Regions from separate parts of the Xenopus tropicalis genome. Here region 2 is linked to region 1. Evidence: chromatin contacts called from public Hi-C data. All regions are on one chromosome and are shown on one strand. The core of a region is the stretch at or near the end of the contact, and the rest is flanking DNA. Distances in the headings are between cores, read along the strand shown.

The links. A called contact is a pair of places that touch in the nucleus more often than the background predicts.
Region 2: a contact with region 1 is called in a Hi-C map of neurula embryo, with 2.0 times the contacts expected there. The contact joins two enhancer-like sites. A contact is called at or near these places in 2 of 5 Hi-C or Micro-C datasets (neurula embryo and tailbud embryo).

Annotation. Positions count from the first base shown.
Region 1 is chr2:125,352,232-125,358,622 of UCB_Xtro_10.0, forward strand. No RefSeq gene overlaps it. Among named protein-coding and RNA genes, the nearest start is that of rbm26, 72 kb to the left of the region's middle. Within about 2 kb of position 3,355, at least 1 of the 11 cell types and tissues checked has an H3K27ac peak or open chromatin away from gene starts, as enhancers often do. A contact at or near this core is called in neurula embryo, where this site is marked.
Region 2 is chr2:125,600,701-125,608,042 of UCB_Xtro_10.0, forward strand. No RefSeq gene overlaps it. Among named protein-coding and RNA genes, the nearest start is that of pou4f1, 10 kb to the left of the region's middle. Within about 2 kb of position 3,266, at least 6 of the 11 cell types and tissues checked have an H3K27ac peak or open chromatin away from gene starts, as enhancers often do. A contact at or near this core is called in neurula embryo, where this site is marked.

The DNA of each region.
Region 1 (6,391 bases), core at 2,105-4,604:
GAAATAATATGCTTGCTGCTAGTTTCATGATATTCTTAGTTGTACTTACATGTCCTGTAGGCAATGTATGACACCAGCAGATGTCACTGTTACCTTTTCTTTGTGGGGGGGTGGGGGGATGTAGAACAAACTCAAAGGGGGGAATTCACAAAAGTGTCAGTAAGTGCACAGTTCTCAAAGTGTTGGTGGCCAAATTGTAAAACTGTCATAATGACGCCCAATTTTAATTAGTGTTGTATACACGGTAACAAGTTGTGGTTATTGCTCTGTGCTGGTAATGCTGGGGAACAGGTGTACACATAAACAGATCCGTGAGCACACAAACTTAAATTTGTATTCGCTATTTCATGTGAACATCATTTATTTTGTTTTTTTTTACCATTTGTTTCCTGACTGTTTTAGTACATTTGGGTTCAGCTGCTTGAGGGTTTTTTTATCACAAAAGTCTTGGGGCTGTAGGGACCAACCAATGAAACCTTTTCCCTGGAACCACTGGTACATTAAATCAGCCCTGTACTGGGGCCCTTTGGACACTTTAGCGGCCTTGGGCTGGTACAGAAGCCAGAAACATAAGGGGGCTGATTAATCAAAGTACGAGTTCAAATACCAAAATGGGTAAAATCCGGTTTAGATACGATAATTTCTGATGATCGCAAATATCACGAAAATGCTTACGAAAAAATCGTATTAGTCACTATAATATCGTATTGGTGATCTGAAAGTCGGATTGTAAACGGCGGGAAAACCTTTCTGACTTTGATCCTTCTGTGCCTTTTTTTGGAAGCCTCCCATAGGACTCCCCAATGGCACTGTGCAGCTCCAACCTGGCCCAAGAAAAGTCACGATAACGAAGCTTGAATGAATCCGAAACTTTCATACTATATACGATTTTGTTGCACAAATTGTAACGCTTTTTGTCGCAAAGTTTTGTTGCAAAACATATGCACAGTACGCAAACATTAAAAAAAATACGATTTTTTTGTATTCGGAAGCGATCGTACTTTAATAAATGAGTCCCAAGGTGTAGTATTTTCTTTAGTTTTAGCTGTTCTTAAATTGTGTACAAAGTATTGGTTCTGTGCATATGTTTAAGTGCTGGGTAAGCATGAAACGCGTTAAAATGCAAAATCCATAAGGTTGCTATTGTTTTTAATGGATTAAAATAAATGTATATCTTTATATATCTGTTGTTGTTATTAGCCCTAATTAGCCCATTATCACCCAAATACAATGGGCATATCTGGAGAAAGATCAGCTAGTTTGGGAACCTCGCCAAACAAGCGGATCTTAACATGTATAACTTTATTCGCAGCCACTAGCACAGCTTCTCCAGTTCTCATTTGTTAACACAAGTCCCAAGAATAATATTATCCAGTGCAATAAAGAATTCCCAAGCTACATGACCTTCACTTGTTTCCTATCTTCCTGATGTTCATTCTATATAGCTCCCAGGTTGCTGGCTAGGGACAGGGCTTGTGCTTAGGTGGGTGCCAACAAGACCTTTTCTAGTTCTAGTTCCCTCTACACTGGATTTCTGACAGGTAAGGTACAGGCGAGATCACAACTCCTTTCTCTTTGTTGGAGCCTCAGCTAATCATTTAACTGGCCTAACTCTATGGGGGAGATTTACAAAGACCCGAACGCTCCGAGCGTATTCTCGCCGCTTTTTTCTGGAAAGGCTCTGCCGCTGTTTGCAATGGTTCGGTACGAAAATTTCGTGACTTTCGGATCACCAATACGATATTATCGTGACTAATACGATTTTTTCGTAAGCATTTTCATGATATTTGCGATCTTCAGAAATTTTCTTTTCCAATGCGAATTTTTCCCATTCGTGATTCGAACTCGTGTTTTGATAAATCTGCCCCTATGTCTCACCACTTACAGTGAGCTCCACAGAACTTGCTTTCTACTAGATAACCTAACTATTTGGCTTGCCTTTGCTCTTCTCTGATGTCATTGACCTCAGGCTCTCTGTCATCATCCACTCTCATCTTCTTAGCATCAGCCAAACAGGAAGTGGCCCACTGCTATCACCTTCATATACACTAACTAGGGAAATTCTCTGCTGAGTGACACAGAGGAGAACCTGCTCTAGAACTTCCTCAAGTAATCCCCTTCCTAACCACCATCCAGGGACTGTATCAATCATGACTAATCAACCTAAAATATTCTTGTATTTTTAAAGAAGTGGTTAGGGGCAAACCCCAAGACTAGTTAGAGAAGGGTGACTATTACAGTAATGTTTTAGCATATTTGTACCCTTATTATGAGAATTTTCTACCACAGGGGGAGAAATGAAAGAATGAAAATGTTGGTTCTAAGGCAGTGATCCCCAACCAGTGGTTCGAGAGCAACACGTTGCTCACCAACCTCTTGTATTTTGCTCCCAGTGGCCTCAAAGCTGGTGCTTAGTTTTTGAATTTCTGGCTTGGGGGCAAGTTTTAGTTGTATAAAACCCAGTGTAAAGCCAAACAGAGCCTTCTGTAGGCTGCCAGTCCACATAGGGGGCTACCATATAGCCACTTATAGCTCTTATTGGCACACCCAGGAACTTTTGCCATGCTTGTGTTGCTCCCGAACACTTTTTTCATTTTAATGTGGCTCATTGGTATAAAAGGTTGGGGATCCCTGTTCTAAGACACAAATACTAACAAATACTAATTCTGGAAACAGAATAGGGAGATACTGACTCAATAACTTAGAAAGTTACTTCTTTTATTAATTTTGATGTGGTTTCTTGACTATGAAATCATTTATGTTTAAACCTGTTTTGTTCTCAGGCATCAATACCAGCGCAGACCCTTAAACAGATGCCATAAAATGGCTTTCTGTTCTCTTGTAAACTTAAGTGCTTCGGAGAAATCCCTTTTCCCTTATGAAGAATGTCTTTAACATCAGTATTATCAATCAGGAGAAGAATGCACAGTCTCTGGAGCGCAACAGCAATTCTGTGCTGAGACATTTCATGAGCTTAGGATATATGAACACATGTAAAAACATATATATGTATATAAATATTCCCATACACAAAATGCAATGAAGTTATTCAGGGAACTTAAATTTTGCTCTGTAGAATAGAACTTTTTAATATGCTTTCTTTGTTCTTCAGAGGATTTGCAGTACACGGTATCCAAACAGTTTTCACATTTTCCTTTTTTTTAAAGTGATATAAAAGGGCAGCTTTAATAATGTTATTTTTTCTTTTTTCTGAGGGAAAGTTAAGAATTTGCTTAAAAACATAATTGCATTCTCCGTGCCCTCCCTCTGAAGTTTTAAATCAGTTTAGAAGGCTTTGAGTGCTGCTCCTGTCATTTATCCATCAGCGCTCAGTCCATTTAATCCAGGCCTCTCAGCTGTACAGACCACAGCCCCTGTTGTGAGTGATCGGCCTGCTTGAATGCTCCCAGCTTCTCCTGTCACATCACATTTGCATAAAAGAGGACAGATAACCAAATTTGAGCACACAAATGAAAACGCTAAGCGCTGCGCCTGTCACAGTTGTTGTTCAACTAATTGTGAAAAATTTGATTTGCTTGCTTTTCACTGTTTATCATGTAGACCCCTTTTCAAATTTGCCTTGGTTTGTGCTTCTGAACATGTAGCTTTTAAACTCTGTGCAGTAGCATCCCACCCTTGGGATTACTTACCTCACCTACCAGCTTTTAATGTTGGCTCGTCTACTTGACTAAATTAGGCCACCATGGCAAACAAACACATAATTAAAACCTGGAAAAAAAAGACAACACTGTATGCACATCCTCAGTCAATTCACCCTATTTTCACTCCTATATGTTGTTACATTCTTATATTTACAAGGAATATTCACACATCTGTATGTTACATTATACATGGAAAATAGAATATTTCTAGTGTGTGCAAGTGGGGTGCAATAGATAGGTAGACAGAAAGATAGATAGATAGATAGATAGATAGATAGATAGATAGATAGATTAGATGATAGAAAGATATAGATAGATAGTTAGTTAGATAAATATATTAGATGATAGATAGATAGATAGATAGATAGATAGATAGATACTGTAGATAGATAGATAGATACTGTAGATAGATAGATAGATAGATAGATAGATAGATAGATAGATAGATACTGTAGATAGATAGACAGATACTGTAGATAGATAGATAGATAGACAGATACTGTAGATAGATGATAGATAGATAGATAGATAGATAGATAGATAGATAGATAGATAGATAGATGGTAGATAGATAGATACTGTAGATAGATAGATAGATAGACAGATACTGTAGATGATAGATAGATAGATAGATAGATAGATAGATAGATAGATAGATAGATAGACAGATACTGTAGATCAGTGCTGTCCAACTGGCGGCCCGCAGAAAGATAGATAGATAGATAGATAGATAGATTAGATGATAGAAAGATATAGATAGATAGTTAGTTAGATAAATATATTAGATGATAGATAGATAGATAGATAGATAGATAGATAGATAGATAGATAGATACTGTAGATAGATAGATAGATAGATAGATAGATAGATACTGTAGATAGATAGATAGATAGATAGATAGATAGATATATAGATAGATAGATAGATAGATAGATAGATAGATAGATAGATACTGTAGATAGATAGACAGATACTGTAGATAGATAGATAGATAGATAGATAGATAGATAGACAGATACTGTAGATAGATGATAGATAGATAGATAGATAGATAGATAGATAGATAGATAGATAGATAGATAGATGGTAGATAGATAGATACTGTAGATAGATAAATAGATAGATAGATAGATAGATAGATAGACAGATACTGTAGATGATAGATAGATAGATAGATAGATAGATAGATAGATAGATAGATAGATAGACAGATACTGTAGATCAGTGCTGTCCAACTGGCGGCCCGCGGGCCGCATGCGGCCCGCGACCCCCCTCTGTGTGGCCCCCCACCTGTCTGGCTGCTTTGATGGCTTACTCTTGTGTAAGCTTTAAATGGTATCAGTACTGTGATTAACTGCCCCCCCTGCATGGTTCTCACCTCAGATTCAGGCTGTAATCCCTCTGTATTCTTTAAATATGTAATCCCCTGTGTTTTTCACACCTTTTAATACCTGCATTGTTCCCCCCCTGCAGTGTTCACACCTCCGGCTCAGGCTGTAATCACCCCCATTGTTCCCCTGTTCACACCTCAGGAGCAGTAGAAACCCACAAATAAACCCTGCACACTACAAAAAGAACATATACTGAGGTGGTACTGCAATTAAAACGTTTTTTAATATATAGTTATTGTGCAGACTGTAGGAGCAGTGCCAGCATTGTGTCACTGTAGGCTGCCTGTATGTGCCATACACACAGGCAGCATAGGGCAAGCAGAGTATGGCACACACAGGCAGGGTAGGGAAGGCAGAGTATGGCACACACAGGCAGAGTAGGGCAGGCAGAGTATGGCACACACAGGCCAAGTTTGGCACAAACCAGCCAAGAATGGCACACACAGTGAAAGTATGGCACGCAGGCAGGGTAGGGCAGGCAGAGTATGGCACACACAGGCAGGGTAGGGAAGGCAGAGTATGGCACACACAAAGGCAGGGTAGGGCAGGCAGAGTATGGCACACAGGCAGGGTAGGGAAGGCAGAGTATGGCACACACAAAGGCAGGGTAGGGCAGGCAGAGTATGGCACACAGGCAGGGTAGGGAAGGCAGAGTATGGCACACACAAAGGCAGGGTAGGGCAGGCAGAGTATGGCAGGTTTTTGCTGTACTACAACCATTAATATGGGTATGGTCATGTGATAACATGGGTGTGGTTTCAAGTGGGTGCGGTTTTAAAAAGGGGAGTGGTCAAAACTGGCTTCCATTATCGGCCCTCCACCACGTAGGTCGGAAAAATTCCGGCCCTCGGTACAACAGAAGTTGGACAGCACTGCTGTAGATGATAGATAGATAGATGATAGATAGATAGATAGATAGATACTGTAGATAGATAGACAGATACTGTAGATAGATAGATAGATAGATAGATAGATAGATAGATAGATAGATAGATAGATAGATAGATAGATAGATAGATACTGTAGATAGATAGATAGATAGATAGATAGATAGATGATAGATAGATAGATAGATACTGTAGATAGATAGATAGATAGATAGATAGATAGATAGATAGATAGATAGATAGATACTGTAGATGATAGATAGATAGATAGATGATAGATAGATAGATAGATAGATAGATAGATAGATAGATGAATTAACAGCAGAAGGTTGTGATGTTGAGGCATAAAATCAACTCCCATACTCCATAAATCTTGCATCAGTGGGGCCATCTGGTGATATTAACATAGTTCTGCAACCAGCAGCCAAGAGCACAGTGACCCAGCAGGAA
Region 2 (7,342 bases), core at 2,016-4,515, 250 kb after region 1:
CGAGAGTAATTTAGAGCAAATCCTAATAACTAATAATGATTTATGTTAATTTCGTTCACCTATGTGACTTTATGAAAGGAGGCATTATACCATAAAGAATTCAGCCTGGAAAAAAATAGAAATCACTACATTCAAAGCACCGGGTTAAAAACTTGTTTACACTGGAATTAAAACCATCCGGGTGGACTCCACAGGCTTCTCCATCGCAGCCGCACAAGAGCACTTTTTAATATTAGGTGTCGATCAGATTAACCTGCGGCACAGAATCTACATGCGATTTATGCAGAACGCTGCTACGTGCTTAATGAAAAAAGGGGGGGCTGGGAGATTATTACTGGGTGTTATAGTAGGAGGCGAGATGATTTCGTTATAATAGATACATAAGTTCATTGCTGGCAAGAAATCGATCTCTGTTGGTGATCAAAGTTTATTTTTGTATTTTGCAAGGAAGTCTCAAACAGTAAATGTAAGTAAATAAAGCGGGCGACTGAGATATTTCGGACTGGCTGTGTTGTTTAAAAACAGGCCTCCAGCTATTAATGAACTACATCTCCCATCGTTCCCTCTGACTAGTTAGACATCAAGCCCCTAAACATAGCTGTGCGTTCAGAAGAGTCTTCTTTCACCCTTCTGTTATCCAACCTGCCTTCAGGCACTCTTTCTCTCTCTAAAGTGTAACACCATCAAAGCCCTTATTAACACTATTTTCAGGAGATCACAAGGTAAATCTTTCCTCCTGCTTACTACTAACATGGAAGAACAGTATGAGGTAAACGTGTCTTCTAACTCCAGAACCAGGCAAGGCACATCCAGTAGGATTTTCTCTTTTAGAAAGGTTAATTCAAATTAGTCACTGCTCAAATCTGGAACGACCTTTCCTCTCTGATCTGTACCCACAGCCCCTTCAGCACATGGTGGGACAGAAGGACCCTCAGTCCCCTTTGGGATTATTAACTCCATCATTGCAGGTGGGTAGGTTTATCTTTGCCATTTTGTTTCACTTCTGGATAAATATGATAATGACTTAGATGCTGCTGACAATATTATAATGCTCCTGTATTTTTTTTACTGAGGAGTTTCTCAGCATCTCAGTTTTCCCTGTCAGCTTCTAGTTAAAAATAACTGTTTGAGAAGGAGTAGTGTGTTCATTCTCTGTGTGTTTAAATGAAAGGGAGATTTGTCACCAAATTGTGCTATGACTCTATACAATTCCTTCCGCACAACAAGCTTCTTGCCTTAAATTCGAGGCGTGATGCATTATTGAAAACCTATATCAAACAGCCCTGGCTTGCAGGCTCTCTGCGTTGGGCTGGAGATGAAGTCTGACTGTCTGACTGCACACAAGCCTCTAATATGTTAATGGCCGTAGGGGAAGCCTTAGGATCCATCTCAAGCTGCTTCGCACACCATATGTCAGGCCGTTAGCCACATGGATCTATTAATCAAAACAGAAAAAGTACCCCACTTACTGTATCTCTGCTAATATTAGCCTGTTGTCTTTTACATAGGAAACAAATTGACTTGTTTGGGAAAAAAAATCTATCATCTATCTATCTATCATCTATCATCTATCTATCTATCATCTATCTATCTATCATCTATCTATCTATCTATCTATCTATCTATCCATCTATCTATCTATCTATCTATCTATCATCTATCCATCTATCTGTCAATCATCTTATCAGCGTCTTAAATGACCTAAAATAAAATCTAACCTAATAAAAGAAAATATAATTCTAAGCAATTTATAGCAACGATGTACATTCATTAAACATTATTCATGGTTTTAATTGAAAGCAGTAATAGCAATTGGACTGCAGGTTCTGTCTCTTGAAACTATGTAGAAGAAGTGAGCCTTATATGCATGTTCTGCTACTGTACATTGTTTTAAATAGCAGAACCACAAGGGCAGAGTATAGAATGGGACACCTTTTAATGGAAGTTAAAATTGCAAAATAACCTAAAATAATTTGGAATATTGTATTAAAAACTGTATAATGTAAAGTTGTTTGAATTTATTTAATTAGGCAACATTTTATATTTGGGTTTATATCCTATTCGAGCCTTTATATAGCCCTTGCATATTACAGTGGATCATGGTGTTTAAATAATTTCTGCCAGTGATTTTTAATATGCATATTAGTGTAGCAAAATGGCACAATCCAGCACCCAGAAATACTGTAATTAATATTTTATTTACAGCAAAGCGGCTGTGCAAGACCTTCTGTATGGGGATTACACAATAGGATCTCTGTCAAGTTCACCCCAAGTATTCAGTTTCTGGGGGTGACCCAGCAGTACTTCACAGAAACTGTAACTTTGAAAGACTGAGGGATGCTTTATTAGCACGTTTATTTTACCCTCTAATAAACATTAGCACGTTTATTATGCCCACATTGGCTTTATATTATTATTTCTGTTATATTTGTAGAGAGTGAAATCTGAATACACACACCCGCTGTTGAAGGCACAATATAATGTATTATGTCCATCTACAGAGAGCTTTCCTATATATCTGTCGTTTCACATTAAGGGTTGTAACTTAATTCCTCCAGGCTATTCATCACCAAAGTAATTAAACCCGCAAATGGATGTAAATAAAGTCAAATTGGTTTCTTGACAGATGAGCCGAAGAAGCCTGACAGGAAACCAGACAGATCAGAGCCTATTTTTGTGCTGGAAATGTGAAGAACACCAGTTAGAGCAATGACTTGCTTCAGGATACTCCTTAAAATCCCAATATGCTTAGTGAATGGGAAGTGAACAACATAATTATCCAGGCCCAGATATATGCCTATGCAATCTGTATAATACTAATGGCTATACTTGGACACAACCCTCCTGCCACTGGATATCTAACTAGCTTCCCTTTGGCACCTTTCTAGCTCTCCGGGATACGCTTGTAGCTACTCATTAAAAGCAATTCGCTTTGGAGATCTGGATTATTTTCAAACGGACATACGATTTATCAGTCATATCTTTTTAAGTATATTAAGTATAATAACAGCAACCCCCTCCCCCCCAGTTTGAAGTGAATTGTTGCCCATTAAAGTTTAATATTAGTTGAGTTGTATGCAATTTTATTTTGGTGTAAAATACTTGTTCTGCTCATCCTGCATAAATAATCACTGCGAAGTGGACTGGGAGAAAATGGGAATTGGGATTGTGTGCCCATTGTGGGGTCCTGGGGGCAGCACTTGCTGTGGCTGGATAAAAGCCATTGAGTTAAGTGCAGAGCAAATAGAGCTGTGGCCGTGCCTGTGTGAGTTCAGCACCACGGACAGCTCCCTCAATGCTTTATGGGCGAGCGCTGGGCGCTGTATATTCCTTCTACCGAGTCACAAATCCCGACTCACTAACGCGATTCTTCCTGTTTCTGCAATTTACAGTAGATATTTCACGTATGTGAAAATGTGCATATATGTGCACTCTTGTTTACAGTATATAAGCAACTCAAAGCCCATATACCGCTAATTACTGAGCTCATTCATATGTAAAATCCTGGGTCACTTTTAAATAAAACTACTTTCCACTATATCACAACGCAGACGATATTTTCCAGCTGTGTAAGATTTTTTTGCAGTCTTATTTTATCCCCATGATGTATTGAAAGGAGTCTGTAACCAGGAATATTAACACCCGAGCCAGCACTTAATTAGAATACAATATGAATAGGGGGAGCATATGGAGGAGAATGTCAGGGGGGAATGAGCCAGGGGCAGATCAGAAGAAATTTGTATTCATTTCTGCCTCTTATTTGTTCAGTAATCTCTACCATCATGACTAAATCTTGGAGCACTGATGTAGTTCGAGTTGTTGTTGACTTAACGTCAGAATTCAATCACTAGGGGTTTTGCTTCAGCCGGACTACTTATTTGTCTAATAAATCCGTCATTTTGTAAGAAAAATATTTGAGCAGCCGCACTTGACCTCTTAGTATCCAGAAGTCACATTTTTTCCTACCAGTTTACAAATGCAAAATCAAGATGATAATTTAATGCTTCCAGGTAAAGAGTTGATTCCTGATTGGATTTTAGATGGAAATGTCTATTTTAAATGCTGTGATTAAACTGTAAATATAATAGTATTTTTGCTTTTGAGCTCCAGCCCCTCATCTTAAAGTTTAAGGCTTCTCTTTGAAAAGTTAGTCACATGGTTATTTATTCCTAAAATCTGTATCTTCCTTTGCTTTTTAAATGAAAGAGTCAAATTTAAAGTCAAGAGGAAGAAAGAATTCCAGTAGTTCAAATGTGTATTGTATTTCTACTAAAATAAACCAGAATCAGTCATGGGATTTTCTGATGTTTTTTTCACCTATAAAGTATTTGTCTGTGTGACTGAGCAGTGATTCTCAGCACCACCTTAATATACACCCCTCCTGCAATGGCATAGGCCAGAAGGAAGAAGGCAGCATAGTAATCTATATATATAACTGTTGGAGTCAAATATCTATTATCCATGCAACCAGGAATAGCTCAGAACTGAAGTCATACAGTGAATGCAGTTCATATAATACTCTGGAGATGATCTCTTGATGGTTGTACAGTTGTAAATATGTTTTACTGGCCAAAGCAAAATGGGATTCCTGTGTATTCCCTAAACATTGCAAATAAGTGACTTGAAGTAGAATTGCTCTGTTAAACAACCTAGATCATTCAATCGCAAGTCAGTATCTTTCCTCTGTGCATAAATACTCCCCCTTTGGTGCAGAAATAGTTCTTTTGTGGCACAAGGAGTTCAGAGGATGATGGGATTTGTAGTGCAGGTGGAGAGGTGGCTTTTGGCCACCACTGCATTAAATATAGATGAAAAAGAGTTAAAGTTTGAAGCATAATTGTTCAGTTTCTTCATAAGTACTCCATCTTGCTGTTACATTCCTGCTTTACCCCTTGTTACCTCCAACTCTGTCCTAACAATATTTGTTATACACATATAAATCTGCTACTAATAATGTTGCTGAGAACTATTTTAAAGGAGAGGTATGGCATATATTCACTGCATTCTAACATTTCACCATTCAGAGACTTTTACAGACCCCCACATACACTAATATAAAGAGAAGTATTGACTACTCTGATCAATGTGGAATTTGTCCTTGGTGTCAGTATTATATTGTCATGGCATGACCATGAAGAGCTTTCAGTGTGCACCAGAAGGGGCTTAGGTAAGATGCATATTGCACAATAAAAGAACAGACTGCGGCCAAATTCATTGATCTGTAGGTTTTTTTATCCTGGTATTCCTTACAATACCGGGGGCTAAATCAGTGAATGTGCTCTAGTTGCGGGTTGTGAAAGAGAATTCAGAGCACAACATGTTTAAATCATTTGCCTTACTCTTTCTTTTGCATCACAAAAAGGAACCAAGCCAGAAATATTTTGCCCCTGCCACAAATATGTTGCAAGAGAATCAATAAAATTATTAGTGGATCATTTTGGTGTATTTATTATTATTCAATGTGCAAGGCCACAGTTAAAGAGAGAGATGCCCCAGGCAATGCAGGAAAGCAGTCAGGTGTTTCTGGGAGCTGTGAAGCAATAACAGCTGCAGGTTGGATATCCTTGAGACAAATGATAGAAATATGTAATAATTATTGCACAATGTAATAATATGTGATTGGGAGTATTTTCTTAGCAGGGGCCCCACTAAGGCGGAAGCCCAAGGACTAATGCCTTTTGTTCCTACCCTTAACTCAGTCCTGTTTAACTACCACTTTCATAATGGAAATACAATCAAATGTCATAAATAAACTGCAACCTCAAACTTGCATTTTGTACTTTTTACTGCCATATATTTATTCCTATCCTCTATAATACTGCCTGCGCAGGCATCAGCAGCTGACGGAAGTAATCTTCTCACACATTTCTTCCTTCCTTGTCAGCAGGTTGTACTCTAATTACCCAAGACACAGCACAAATATAAGAAATAAAAGGCAAAACAGTTTCTCCATCACTACTAAAAATACAGTACAGTAACACTACAACTGCTTCTTCATGCCACTATATATATGTGTGTGTGTATAGCTATACATACAGTGGAGGAAATAATTATTTGACCCCTCACTGATTTTGTATGTTTGTCCAATGACAAAGAAATGAAAAGTCTCAGAACAGTATCATTTCAATGGTAGGTTTATTTTAACAGTGGCAGATAGCACATCAAAAGGAAAATCGAAATAATAACTTTAAATAAAAGATAGCAACTGATTTGCATTTCATTGAGTGAAATAAGTTTTTGAACCCCTACCAACCATTAAGAGTTCTGGCTCCCACAGAGTGGTTAGACACTTCTACTCAATTAGTCAACCTCATTAAGGACACCTGTCTTAACTAGTCACCTGTATAAAAGACACCTGTCCACAGAATCAATCAATCAAGCAGACTCCAAACTCTCCAACATGGGAAAGACCAAAGAGCTGTCCAAGGATGTCAGAGACAAAATTGTAGACCTGCACAAGGCTGGAATGGGCTACAAAACCATTAGCAAGAAGCTGGGAGAGAAGGTGACAACTGTTGGTGCGATTGTTCGAAAATGGAAGGAGCACAAAATGACCATCAATCGACCTCACTCTGGGGCTCCACGCAAGATCTCACCTCGTGGGGTGTCAATGATTCTGAGAAAGGTAAAAAAGCATCCTAGAACTACACGGGAGGAGTTAGTTAATGACCTCAAATTAGCAGGGACCACAGTCACCAAGAAAACCATTGGAAACACATTACACCGCAATGGATTAAAATCCTGCAGGGCTCGCAAGGTCCCCCTGCTCAAGAAGGCACATGTGCAGGCCCGTCTGAAGTTTGCCAATGAACACCTGAATGATTCTGTGAGTGACTGGGAGAAGGTGCTGTGGTCTGATGAGACCAAAATAGAGCTCTTTGGCATTAACTCAACTCGCTGTGTTTGGAGGAAGAAAAATGCTGCCTATGACCCCCAAAACACCGTCCCCACCGTCAAGCATGGGGGTGGAAACATTTTGCTTTGGGGGTGTTTTTCTGATAAGGGCACAGGACAACTTATTCGCATTAACGGGAAAATGGACGGAGCCCTGTATCGTGAAATCCTGAACGACAACCTCCTTCCCTCTGCCAGGAAACTGAAAATGGGTCGTGGATGGGTGTTCCAGCACGACAATGACCCAAAACATACAGCAAAGGCAACAAAGGAGTGGCTCAAGAAGAAGCACATTAAGGTCATGGAGTGGCCTAGTCAGTCTCCGGACCTTAATCCAATAGAAAACCTATGGAGGGAGCTCAAGCTCAGAGTTGCACAGAGACAGCCTCGAAACCTTAGGAATTTAGAGATGATCTGCAAAGAGGAGTGGACCAACATTCCTCCTAAA